2 separate regions of the Xenopus laevis genome follow, and region 1 is linked to region 2. The links are chromatin contacts, called in public Hi-C maps. All regions are on one chromosome and are shown on one strand. Each heading gives the region's core, a stretch centred on a gene start, on an enhancer-like site or on the middle of the called end of the contact. The rest is flanking DNA. Distances are from core to core; before and after follow the strand shown.

Region 1 (5,357 bases), core at 2,474-4,973, 53 kb before region 2:
AATAGGGAAATCCCATCTCACTACACTCCAAGCTCATGACTGAAGTTCATTTCTTTTACAAGATTCCATCCGAATAACAACATTCAACCAAAAAAAACTCTATCAAGCAATCTCTGGATTTAGGAAAGGGTTGATTTGATTGGTCAGCACCTTGGGCAAGGGACGTTAATCCCCTGGGTATCAGGCATTGATATAATCTCATTATAAATGTGTTAATGTTTTACGGGACATGACAACCTGCCATGCTAATATCATACAGTAACCTAGCCAAAAACTACCTATAACATATTATATAAAGTGATTTTTGGTTCTTGGACTTTTACATAGTTCCCAGCACTACAAATTAGGAAATATCAGAAATAAGCAAAGCTTTCGCGATGAGTTACAATAGTGTATATTTACTCTGCCAGCTTTTCAACCTGCTGTGTGAATGGAAACAGAAGCACTGGCACTTGTAGCTCTTAAAGTGTGTTTTCCCAGTAGAATAAAATTGTGCTATCTCCCATCAAAATGTAATAATATAATCTTGTCTGTACTGTATAAACAACTGCCTCTGGAACAGGTTATGCGTTTGTGTTCCAGTTTAATGCATGCAAGCAAAATATGTTACTATAAGGGAGAACTAAACCTCAATCCTAAAGATAGTCCCCATCTAATAACCCCCAATCACCCCCATCCACGCTTTCCCCCCGCATTGTTCGCTATTTAGAAAAGTGTCGCAGAAAGTCGCACACCTCGCACACCAAATTAGTACAGCGGAGGTTGTGGGCGCCATCTTTGGTTTCTTCAGATCCTCTGCTTCCCTTCAGCTATTTACAGAGCGTTCCAGCGCATGCGCAATAGGTCGGTGGTCCTTTAGCGAATGCATCCAGAGATACCAAAGATGGTGCCCATGAGCTTTGCTCCACAACTCTGCATGGAGAGGTCTGTGCGACTTTCTGCAACACTTTTCTAAATAGTGGACTATGTGGGGGCAAGCGTGGAGGGGAGGTTAATGGGGGTTATTGGATGGGGACTCTATCTTGGGGGAAGTTAGTTCTCCTTTAAACTTTGCTAGGGTTGCTACCTTTTAATAGAATTTCCACTGGCCGGTGGAGGGGGCAGGAACAAAGGGGCAGGCCATGACGTCAAAAAGGGTGGGTCGTGACGTCAAATGGATGGAGCCACAGTGCTCGATTGGATGGGGCGGGGCGTGACGTTAAAGGGGTCGGAGTCACAGCACTCGATTGGCCAGAAGCTGACAAAAAGGTGAGTTTTGACCAGACTGGGGGCAGGCCACAGGCTTTAACATTGCCGATAAATTTGTAATCCCGGCCTTGGCCTGGTGGCAGCCCAAAACAACCCTAAACTTTGCTGAGAGACAATATTTAGTATTTTACCTGCATGATCTATCTTGGGAAATCCACTATCCATGACCATTCGTCTAAAGCTGGACACGCACGTACCAATAATATCATGTTGTACGATTATTAGGACATGTATGGTCCCCGTCTGATCCTGACCGAGATTTAAGTATTATGGAAATATATTGACAGGGTCAGGCTGGGATGATGGGACAATGAGATACAACACAGTGGGCCCTGCTGACCCCAATCCACTACCCTCTCTCCCCTACTGGCCGATCGTGTCAAGTCAACAAGAAAAAAAAAGGTTTAGGGGCAGACGGGGCTTGCGGCTGGTAAAAATAATGGTTGATCCCAATGTTATTAATAGGGAAAAAAGATAAATATTTAGAAAGGCCTGTATTTTTTTCCAGAAAAGGAGGCAACCCTAGGTGGAGGCAGGGTGTGGCGGCCCCTGACACTGCAACCCTGGTAAACCCCAGACCCCCAGTGTGACAAGCTGCACATTGCACAAACATTGGCCAGTTTAAAATCCATAAATGATCTAACATGGACACCGAAATAACTGCAATCTTACAGAGGTCAATGCGTGGATCATTACTTACAGTCAATGTGCGGATGTAAAACTGTGTCTGTTTCTGAAGAACTTTATTGTATGTGGTAGTAAAGACTATACTGTCTGGAGCAGAAAACTCTCAATGTATAGCAGTTACCGTAATAGAAATATTAGATAGACAAGCTTTCTTTACAGTATATTGATTTACAGCAGTTTAATGTATAGAACAATATATAGAAGTTTGTACATTTTTGTGACCAAGCCTACCTTCTGATTCAAGGCACTTCCACGGGGACGGCTTGTGCGCCCATCAATGCTAATCTCTCCGAGAGTCAAGGCAACAAAACTCTTTGGCGATTATCTCAGTGCACATGTTCAGCATAACATTATGTTTACAGTACATTGATAATATCACGTTACTGTTGGATGAATGGAAGGTCAGGGGAAATAATATCTAATTAAGGAAGCACAATCTTTTCAAGAATAGTATTCTTTCTTGATGATCACGTCGAACTAATAAGTACTAACAAATTGCACCTATGATATTCTAAATAGTAGGAATAAATGTTTCAGTTTTTCCTTCACTTTTTTGCTGACTGTATTTTAGCAATAGCATGAAGTGGATTAAAAATCCTTTTCTATCATGTTAACTGAGCAACACAAACTTGGTTTACACTATATAAGTGATTTAAATATTGCTTCCTGCAGTCTTGGAAATACCCAATCACAGTGTGCAGGCAGGTGTTATTTTGTGGACACTTATTAAGATGTTTTGTATAACCACAAAATCTTATGTATGCGCCAGAATGGGGACCTAGTGCACATGCTTATACACAGGATAAACAACTATAGACCATGAGTAGGGAGGGGAATGAGAAGAGGACAATGACATCTAGAAATAAAGGAATAGAAAGTGAAATATATGACAGGTATGGATGTTTTAAAGGAGAAGGAAAGCCAAATGTTAGGCACCCCAAGTGATTGTATTGACTTACCTGAAACCCCGGTGCCAGCGCTCCTATCAGCAGAAAACTGCACCGGCCTGGGGTTATACCAGTGAGCACCACGGAGCGATCCTCTTCCAGCTTCTTCTTGCTTCTCGCAGCTGTGCATACGCATTAGAGCAAAAAGCCAAACTTGAACTAAAAAGTCGGCTATTTCGTTCTACTGCACATGTGTCTGCCCTGGGAAATTTGAAGAAGGAAGAAGCTCCGTGGTGCTCACTGGAAGAACCCCAGCCTGGGGTTTGAGGTAAGTAAATACAATCACTTAGGGGGGTGCCTAACATTTGGCGCCCCCAAGTGGAAGAAGACTTTCCTTCTCCTTTAATAAACATTTGGAATTTTATCATACAGCTTTTTCTGTGTGGGTGACAGGTCCCCTTTTAAGTCACAGCCTTTCCCTGCAGCCTGTTGCTCAAAAGCCTATTGGATGTTGCTCCCAGTGTCATCAAAGCAGGTGCTTATTTTTGGATTCCAGGCTTGGAGACAAGTTTTAGTTACAAAAAAACCATGTGTACTGTCAAACAGAGCCGCCTATAGACTGCAAGTCCACATTGGGGCTACATAATAGGCAATCATAGCACCAGGAACTTTTTTTATGCTTGTGTTGCTCCCCAACTCTTTTTTCATTTGAATGTGGCTCATGGATAATAAAAAAAAGTTGGGGACCCCTGCCCTAAGATGAGAAAAATGGACAGATATGTCCTTATTCTAGTGTCCACTGAAGAGGAAGGAGGCCAGGGCAGTAACACAATGCCTGGCAGGGTATAAACCAACAGCAGCATGTCAGAGTCCCTCCTATAACACTGTACACAACAGCCTCTCTGTAACGCCACTGTTATCTGTTTTTTTCAGGGTAGCGCCCCTGCCAAATCTTGCGCAACCTGGAAGTCTTGCTACATAGCGTGGCTCATGAACTTCCCTCTGTCCAACCAGCACAAATGTTATTATACTTCACTTACTGTTGCATTTACAGATCCATATACAATTCATACGCTTATACTTGGCCAATGTGCCATTGCATGTATAAAAACCAGTCTACCACGTGTAAAAGAAAAAACTGTTTGCTTTGGGTTGCTGCACTGGTGCAAGTGTTTTCACTTGTATTGTATTTCCTTATCGGCTGTCTAATTGTGAGAATAGACTTGGTGGAGTGAAAAGGTAAAGCTCAGCCTGAAAGCCAGTTAGGGCCATTAGTCTCCCTGATATTCCGATACTCCAGCTTAGGATCAGTTAGAATAAAATTTGGGGTATATATGTATTTATTGCTGGATATTCTTGAAACTATGACTGGAATACAGATACTTTCCTGCTTATTTGTACTCATTTCAGGAGTTTAACAGCCAGGCCAGTAAATAACAGGTCAGGTGACAACCATACATGGGGTTTGAACTTAAAAAGTCTAAACTAGATATTACTAGTAAATACTGAGGCCTAAGGTGGCATCATTGCACAAAATACATGGATTTTTAACCATAAACCAAAGTAGAGACTTCTCCAGTGTCAGACTGCGGGGGTCCAGAGGCTGCCACCTCAGGGGCCCACACAACCCCCCAGCCCCCACAGGAGGGCAGGTAAACATGCAGTTTCCACAGACGTGCAGGTCTGAGTCAGCTGGGCCAACGAGGTCCTGGGCCCACTGGGTTGTTTGTCCATGTCCTGACGGCCCAGTCAGACATTGCACTTCTCACAATGCAGATATGTCAACCTCCCCTATTTTTTTGGACCCTGTCCCCTGATCTCCCTTCACTCATAAGCATGCACCCGATTTCTGCCGATTTCCCACATTTTTACTCCAATTTTCGTCTGTTTTGGTGCACGCGCAGTTGTCACGAAACAGAAAATTGCTCCAACTGCACATGCGCCGATTCGCCTTTTCTCATTCTGAAGATTACTGAAGATAATAATATGGCTGCCGTGAACTCCGCTCAACAGAATCTGCATGGAGGGGGGGGAAGCTAGGCTGGGGGATAGGAGGGTAGGGCTTTTTTTTATCAAGGGTTCGTTTCTCCATTAAGCACCTCTTCTCCAGCATGAACATCCCCAACTTGGCCAGTCTTTCCTCATAGCTAAGATTTTCCATACCTTTTACCAGCTTAGTTGCCCTTCTCTGTACCCTCTCTAATACAATAATGTCCTGTTTGAGTGATGGAGACTAAAACTGTACGGCATATTCTAGATGGGGCCTTAAAGGAGAAGGAAAGTTACGGAGGGATTTTATTGCCAATAGACTAGCTGTAATAGTGCAAGCTAGAATGCTATATTTATTCTGTAGAATGCTTTACCATACCTGAGTAAAAAGCTCTAGAAACTCTCTGTTTGTTTAGGATAGGAGCTGCTGTATTAACATGGTGTGACATCACTTCCTGCCTGAGTCTCTCCCTGCTCTGGGCTCAGATTACAGTAAAGAAGGGAGGGGGGGGGAAGAGAAGCAAACTGAGCATGCTCTTGCCCAGG
Region 2 (5,717 bases), core at 904-3,403:
CTAGATGCTGACCTTGAAAGGGGCACAGCTGGTATTTATTTTTAATCTATCAACAATTACTCTGCAGCTGCAGATCTAAACTCTGCACTGGTAGCAGGTTGTGTGGTGTCGCTGCTGCTCATTTCTGTTGCTGTGCTTTGTAAGTCAGCTAGGGTTTAGGTTATAATTAATATACACCTGTTTCCCGGCTGTTCCTACAGTAATGGGGGGACCCTCACCACTTGGTTTGAGTCCCAAAGATAAGCACAACATTCTTGTAGCCCAGCTGACTTCAAGGGAAGTATTGTTTCCAGCACCAGGAACCGTAACTGGTCACCCGTGTGGCCCTGTTCCTTAAAATGCCTAGAGAGTAACAATGCCAAATTACCAGATTTAATGGTAGATTTATGTTGTGAAATCCTTGACTTCACTTTTTGGACAGTTTCCCCAACATACAGTATATCTTACCACAGGGGCATACAATAACATATACCACAAATTGGGAAAGGCAGGTGTGATATCCTCTAATCTGCACAATCTCTCCTGTGCTTGGATGTACAAAAGTTTTTCCCTTTATCACATATTTACATTGTGTGCAATTTAAACCTACCTGTATTTCTGATACCCAAAAATGTGTTATTTTGTGTATCTCCCTTTTGTACTAGGGATCTAGATACTACATTTCGGCCTACCCTAAGGCCTTTCTCAAAAGTTAAGACCTGAGAGTGCTGCTGATCTTTTTGGGAAAAAATAAATAAATAAAACATCTGAAACTGGATAGAAAGAGTCTTACTGTTCAACTGTTCATGATTAAAATGTGACTTCATATACTGCCGATTGTATATTAGGAAATGCATTTTTAAGAATTTCTTCTTTTCCTTCCTTCCTTCTTATTTTTTGTACCCCTTTCCCTTAAAATGCTTTGGGGAAAAAAAAAAAAAAACGTGGTCACCGCTATGTCAGGCTGATGGGCTGCCTTTTAGACTGCTCTGTTACCCCAGATAGAGAAGTGTAGATAATGGTAGAGTCCTGCACGGAACCAATTTGTTAAACCCGACCTGCAACCCGCATACTTACCCGCTACCTGACCCGTAAGTACCTTATCCGCGACCCACTGACCATCAAGAAACAGGAAGTGTTGTCATTGTAAACCGGAAGTGACATCATTGGAAGTAGGTGTGATCAGAAAAAAGGCGTAAAAGGCGCTATTGGGAAGACCTGCGACCTGAACGATGACCCGCAAACCCGAAGAACCGCCGACCCGCGTCTTGACCCGCTCCCGAAAAGTCTACCTGCAACCTACAGGGTGCAGCAGGTTTTTGCGGGTACCTAACCTGCTGCATGACTCTAGATAATGGTATTTAAAAAAAAAAAAACAATACATTTAGGGGCCTATTTATTATGCTGTGTAAAACATTGGAGGCAAATATCGCCTGTGATGTACATATCAACAAATCAGTTCTTTTTGGTTTTTTTAACTTGCAGGTGTTTTTTTTTTGCTGATTGATTGCTATGGGCAACATCACCGGTGATGTTTTCTCCAATGTTTTACACTGCATGATAAATAGGCCCCTTAATGTTCTCCATCTCCCCTTGTAAAATGTTATTGATGTTCTGTAATAAACACTGGTATGTAACTGTGTAACCGTGCAATACACGTTCTATTGGCATCTTTAATGATCTGCCTTTTGGCTTTTACCCTAGAGAGCTGCTGAAGGACCATCCTTTCTTTTATGTCCCCGGAGTGATTGATGAACTGTGCACTGGGCACGTCCTGACCACCGAGTTGGTCTCTGGCTTCCCACTTGATCAAGCAGAAGGTCTGAGCCAGGAGACTCGCAATGAGGTAAATCTACATCTCTCTAAATTGGACAGGCAACCTTCAGCCTGTATATGCCCCAATCTAGCTGGGAAAGGCAGCCTTCAGCCTCTATATGCCCTAATTTAGCTGGGAGAGGCAGCCTTCAGCCTCTATATGCACCAATCTAGCTGGGAGAGGCAGCCTTCAGCCCAGTGTTGGACTGGCCTGGCGGGAAACCTGGAAAAAAACCCAGTGGGCCCCAACCCTCATGGGCCCGTGCAGGACCAGACCCCTTTTCTACTTCGCTGCGCAGCACTGTCAGCGTATGTGTGCTGAGCAGCACAGTCAGCGCATTAGCATGTTATCGTTCACACATGAGCACCTCCATGCGTGCGCGGAATAGAGGGACCGGAGGGGGGTACTGGACAGCAGTCCCAGTGGGCCCTGGGCCCCCCAGTTTGACCCTGCTTCAGCCTGTATATGCACTAATCTAGCTGGGAGATGCAGCCTTCAGCTCTGCTGTTTCATGTATGCGCTTTTTTAGAGCAGGGCCAGAAACAGCATTTAAACAGGACCCCGTCTCTGCCGATGAGTGAAACTTGATATAAAGTAGTCATATGGTATTGTAAAACATCCCACTGACAGCTTGTATTGTGGATCTACCTGATTCATATAATCCCACCTTCTTGTATGGGGTCCCTTGCATATCCCTGTGTTATATAATATGCTTCTTGCACCCTATATTGCTTTTTGTCCCGGGAACAGGTTCTCGGATAGCTTTGTTTTTCTATCCCTGCCCAGAGAGATCCGAGAGTAACCCCGGCTCTACTCCAAAGCATAGACCTCTATATTCCGGACAAGCAGTGTAGTTCAATGCTGCTGAACTACAGTTGCCATCATTCCTATATCCCTTTAGCTGCTGGGAGTTGTAGTTTCCTTAGAGCACTGAAGGCTTCCTGAAACCAAATGTATATTTGATTAATCGTCTCTTTGAAAACTGTCGTTTTAAAATCCTCGTTTCCTCCTTTGACCTTCCCTCGTGTCTGACCCGACCAACCTCCACGCAGAAATAGAAATGGGATCGTTTTTGTGATGACCTTGATGCAGTGTGTGCCGAGAGCTTGGCTGAAGGTGACAGATCCAAATTACAGTTGCCACCTTGGATCTCCGCCGTGTTCTGCTTTCCCAAAAATAGATTCCTTTCTATGTGGCACAAGGGACCTGGAAAGTTACAGGCAGTAAACAGGGAGGGAGGAACTAGACAGCGGGGAATACTGGAAGGATCTGGATGATGAGCTGGCTTACTCCTTATAACAACCGCCTGTGATGTTGTGGGTAAAACATGCACTGGATATCGGTTCTAATCCTGAATGGTTACTTTATATTGCTCTATATTTACTTAATAACAGAACAGCCATGCCTTCCCTGAGCTCCGATACCACAGCCCCTTCCCTCAGCCACAAATGACGACGCTGACTTATCTGGACACATTTAGAACTTTCTGGGCTGGAAGAATTCAGACTGGGATATAAACCAGCGATGGGATAGAAGATACTCAATGCTAAAACTATTTCATAGTCTTAATGCTGCTTCTTGCTGTCCTTGCCGGAATAAAGGTGGCCATACACAGGGGGATGTCGCCCAAACAAGCAGATCTCTCCCAGATATGCCCACATTGAGGTGGGTGATCTCGGCCTGACCCTAGGGCCCAACAATCAGATCAGAATGGAGGCATGGGATCACAGGACCGCATCAACGATCCAACGGGATTTTTAACCCTGCCCGATCGGTCTGTCAGCAGTTTTTATCAGCCAGTGTATGGGGGCCTTAAGGGAAGCACAGGCTGTTAACTGTTACTGCATACATTCACATCTTCGTTTAAAGGAATTGTTCAGTATAAAAATAAAAACTGGTTAAATAAACTGTTCCAAATTAAAAAAAAAAAAATTCTAATATAGTTCGTTAGCCCAAAATGTGATGTATAAAGGCTGGAATGACTGGATGTCTAACAGAACACTGCTTCCTGCTTTTCAGCTCTCTTGGCTTCCACTGATTGGTTACCAGGCAGTAGCCAATCAGTGATGTGAGGGGGGCAACATGGGTCATATCTGTTGCTTTTGAATCTGAGCTGAATGCTGAGGAGCAATAGCAAACTCACTGAACAGATATGTCCCACGTGGCCCCCCTTAAAGTTACTTTGACCATACAACTGCAGTTAAGTCATATTTGTACATTATTTGTAAACTCTCTGATTCCCCACCATCCTCTCAAATTAAATTTATTTTTTGCAGATCTGCTACAACATCCTTGTACTGTGCCTACGGGAACTGTTTGAGTTCCGCTTCATGCAGACTGATCCAAACTGGTCCAATTTCTTCTATGACCCTCAGCAACATAAGGTAATTTGCACAGACACTTTACAATGGCCTAGACTACAACACACTGATGGCAGCACAGGTGGATTTAGTATATGTGCAGCCTATGATACTGTGTGGGCCCCGTGGCCAAGGGCCCCTTGTGGTAGCCACTTAGGTTGTTTATATAAAGGGGACAAAATATTAACCTAATAATTTGACCCTATGCTGTGTGTGTGTTTGCCACCAGATGAACTGATTACAGGAGGAGGGCAGGTTTTGTAGCTTAATGGAACACCAAAGTAATGAAAATATCATGTAGTGTTTCGCTACACTGGTAAAACTGATGTTTACTTCAGAAACACTACTATAGTTTATATAAAAAAGCTGCTGTGTAGCCATGGGGGCAGCCATTGAAGCACAGGATACACAGTAGATAACAGATAAGTACTACTATAGTTTATATAAACAAGCTGCTGTGTAGCCATGGGGGCAGCCATTCAAGCACAGGATACACAGTAGATAACAGATAAGTACTACTATAGTTTATATAAACAAGCTTCTGTGTAGCCATGGGCAGTCATTCAAGCACAGGATACACAGTAGATAACAGATAAGTACTACTATAGTTTATATAAACTTGGCTACACCTGAAGCTTATTTATATAAACTATAGTAGTACTTATCTGTTATCTACTGTGTATCCTGTGCTTGAATGGCTGCCCTCATGGCTACACAGCAGCTTATTTATAATATGTTTATATTTATTTGAGAAGTAGGGATGCACCAGGATTCAGTTAGGGATTCTGCTTTTTTGAATTCGGGCGGGTAGAAGGATCCGAATCCTAATTTGCATATGCAAATTAGGGGCGGGAGGGAAATAGTGTGACTTTGTCACAAAACAAGGAAGTAAAAAAACGGTTTCCCCTTCCCACCCCTAATTTGCATATGCAAATTAGGATTTGTGTTTGGTATTCGCCCGAATCTTTCATGAAGGATTCGGGGGTTAGGCTGAATCCAATAGTGTATTCGGTGCATCCCTATTGAGAAGAGATGGTCAGGTTTGCAAACTTTTGGAACAATTACTTTATATTCTGAAGAATAGTTTTTTTGTGTGTCCCTTTGTGCAGGGATGTGGCCCTCTCCTAAAGTGTGACCAATTTTCGGCCACATATCAGACATGAGGTCCTAATAAGCTTCCGGCTGATGAGATCAAGTCAGCAGCTAATATTGGGCCATGTCAGCTTAATTTAAACAGTATGCAGGTTATGTGCAACAATTCAGTCCTGGTGAAAACATGAAATCCAGTAGTGTTTGGTTCTGACTTTGCACTAATAGAGAGGGCGTCTAATCTCACATTTTGTAGACCTTTGGCTCCCAGGTAAATAATTGCCCATTGCAGCTCCTGGAGACCTGTCTGGCCGTTTATTTACCCAAATGCTTTCATCTTTTTAGGTTGCCTTGCTGGACTTCGGAGCTACCAGGGGTTTCGATGAGGAGTTCACTGACCTATATATTGAGGTGAGCAGATGGCGACCCCTAGTGTCTGTATAGTAGAATGCAGTTACAAATCACTTACACAA

The links. Hi-C and Micro-C count contacts between places; a contact is called where the count stands out from the background.
Region 1: a contact with region 2 is called in a Hi-C map of the XTC cell line, with 3 times the contacts expected there. The contact joins two enhancer-like sites. A contact is called at or near these places in 3 of 4 Hi-C or Micro-C datasets (the XL177 cell line, the XTC cell line and animal cap).

What each region holds. Positions count from the first base shown.
Region 1 is chr5S:11,817,892-11,823,248 of Xenopus_laevis_v10.1, reverse strand. No RefSeq gene overlaps it. Among protein-coding and RNA genes, the nearest start is that of coq8a.S, 7.5 kb to the right of the region's middle. Within about 2 kb of position 3,723, at least 1 of the 7 cell types and tissues checked has an H3K27ac peak or open chromatin away from gene starts, as enhancers often do.
Region 2 is chr5S:11,763,412-11,769,128 of Xenopus_laevis_v10.1, reverse strand. coq8a.S (coenzyme Q8A S homeolog) reads left to right here. Exons shown (of 15, transcript NM_001097842.1): 11 at 1,684-1,825; 12 at 4,072-4,179; 13 at 5,590-5,655. Among protein-coding and RNA genes, the nearest start is that of coq8a.S, 47 kb to the left of the region's middle. Within about 2 kb of position 2,153, at least 1 of the 7 cell types and tissues checked has an H3K27ac peak or open chromatin away from gene starts, as enhancers often do.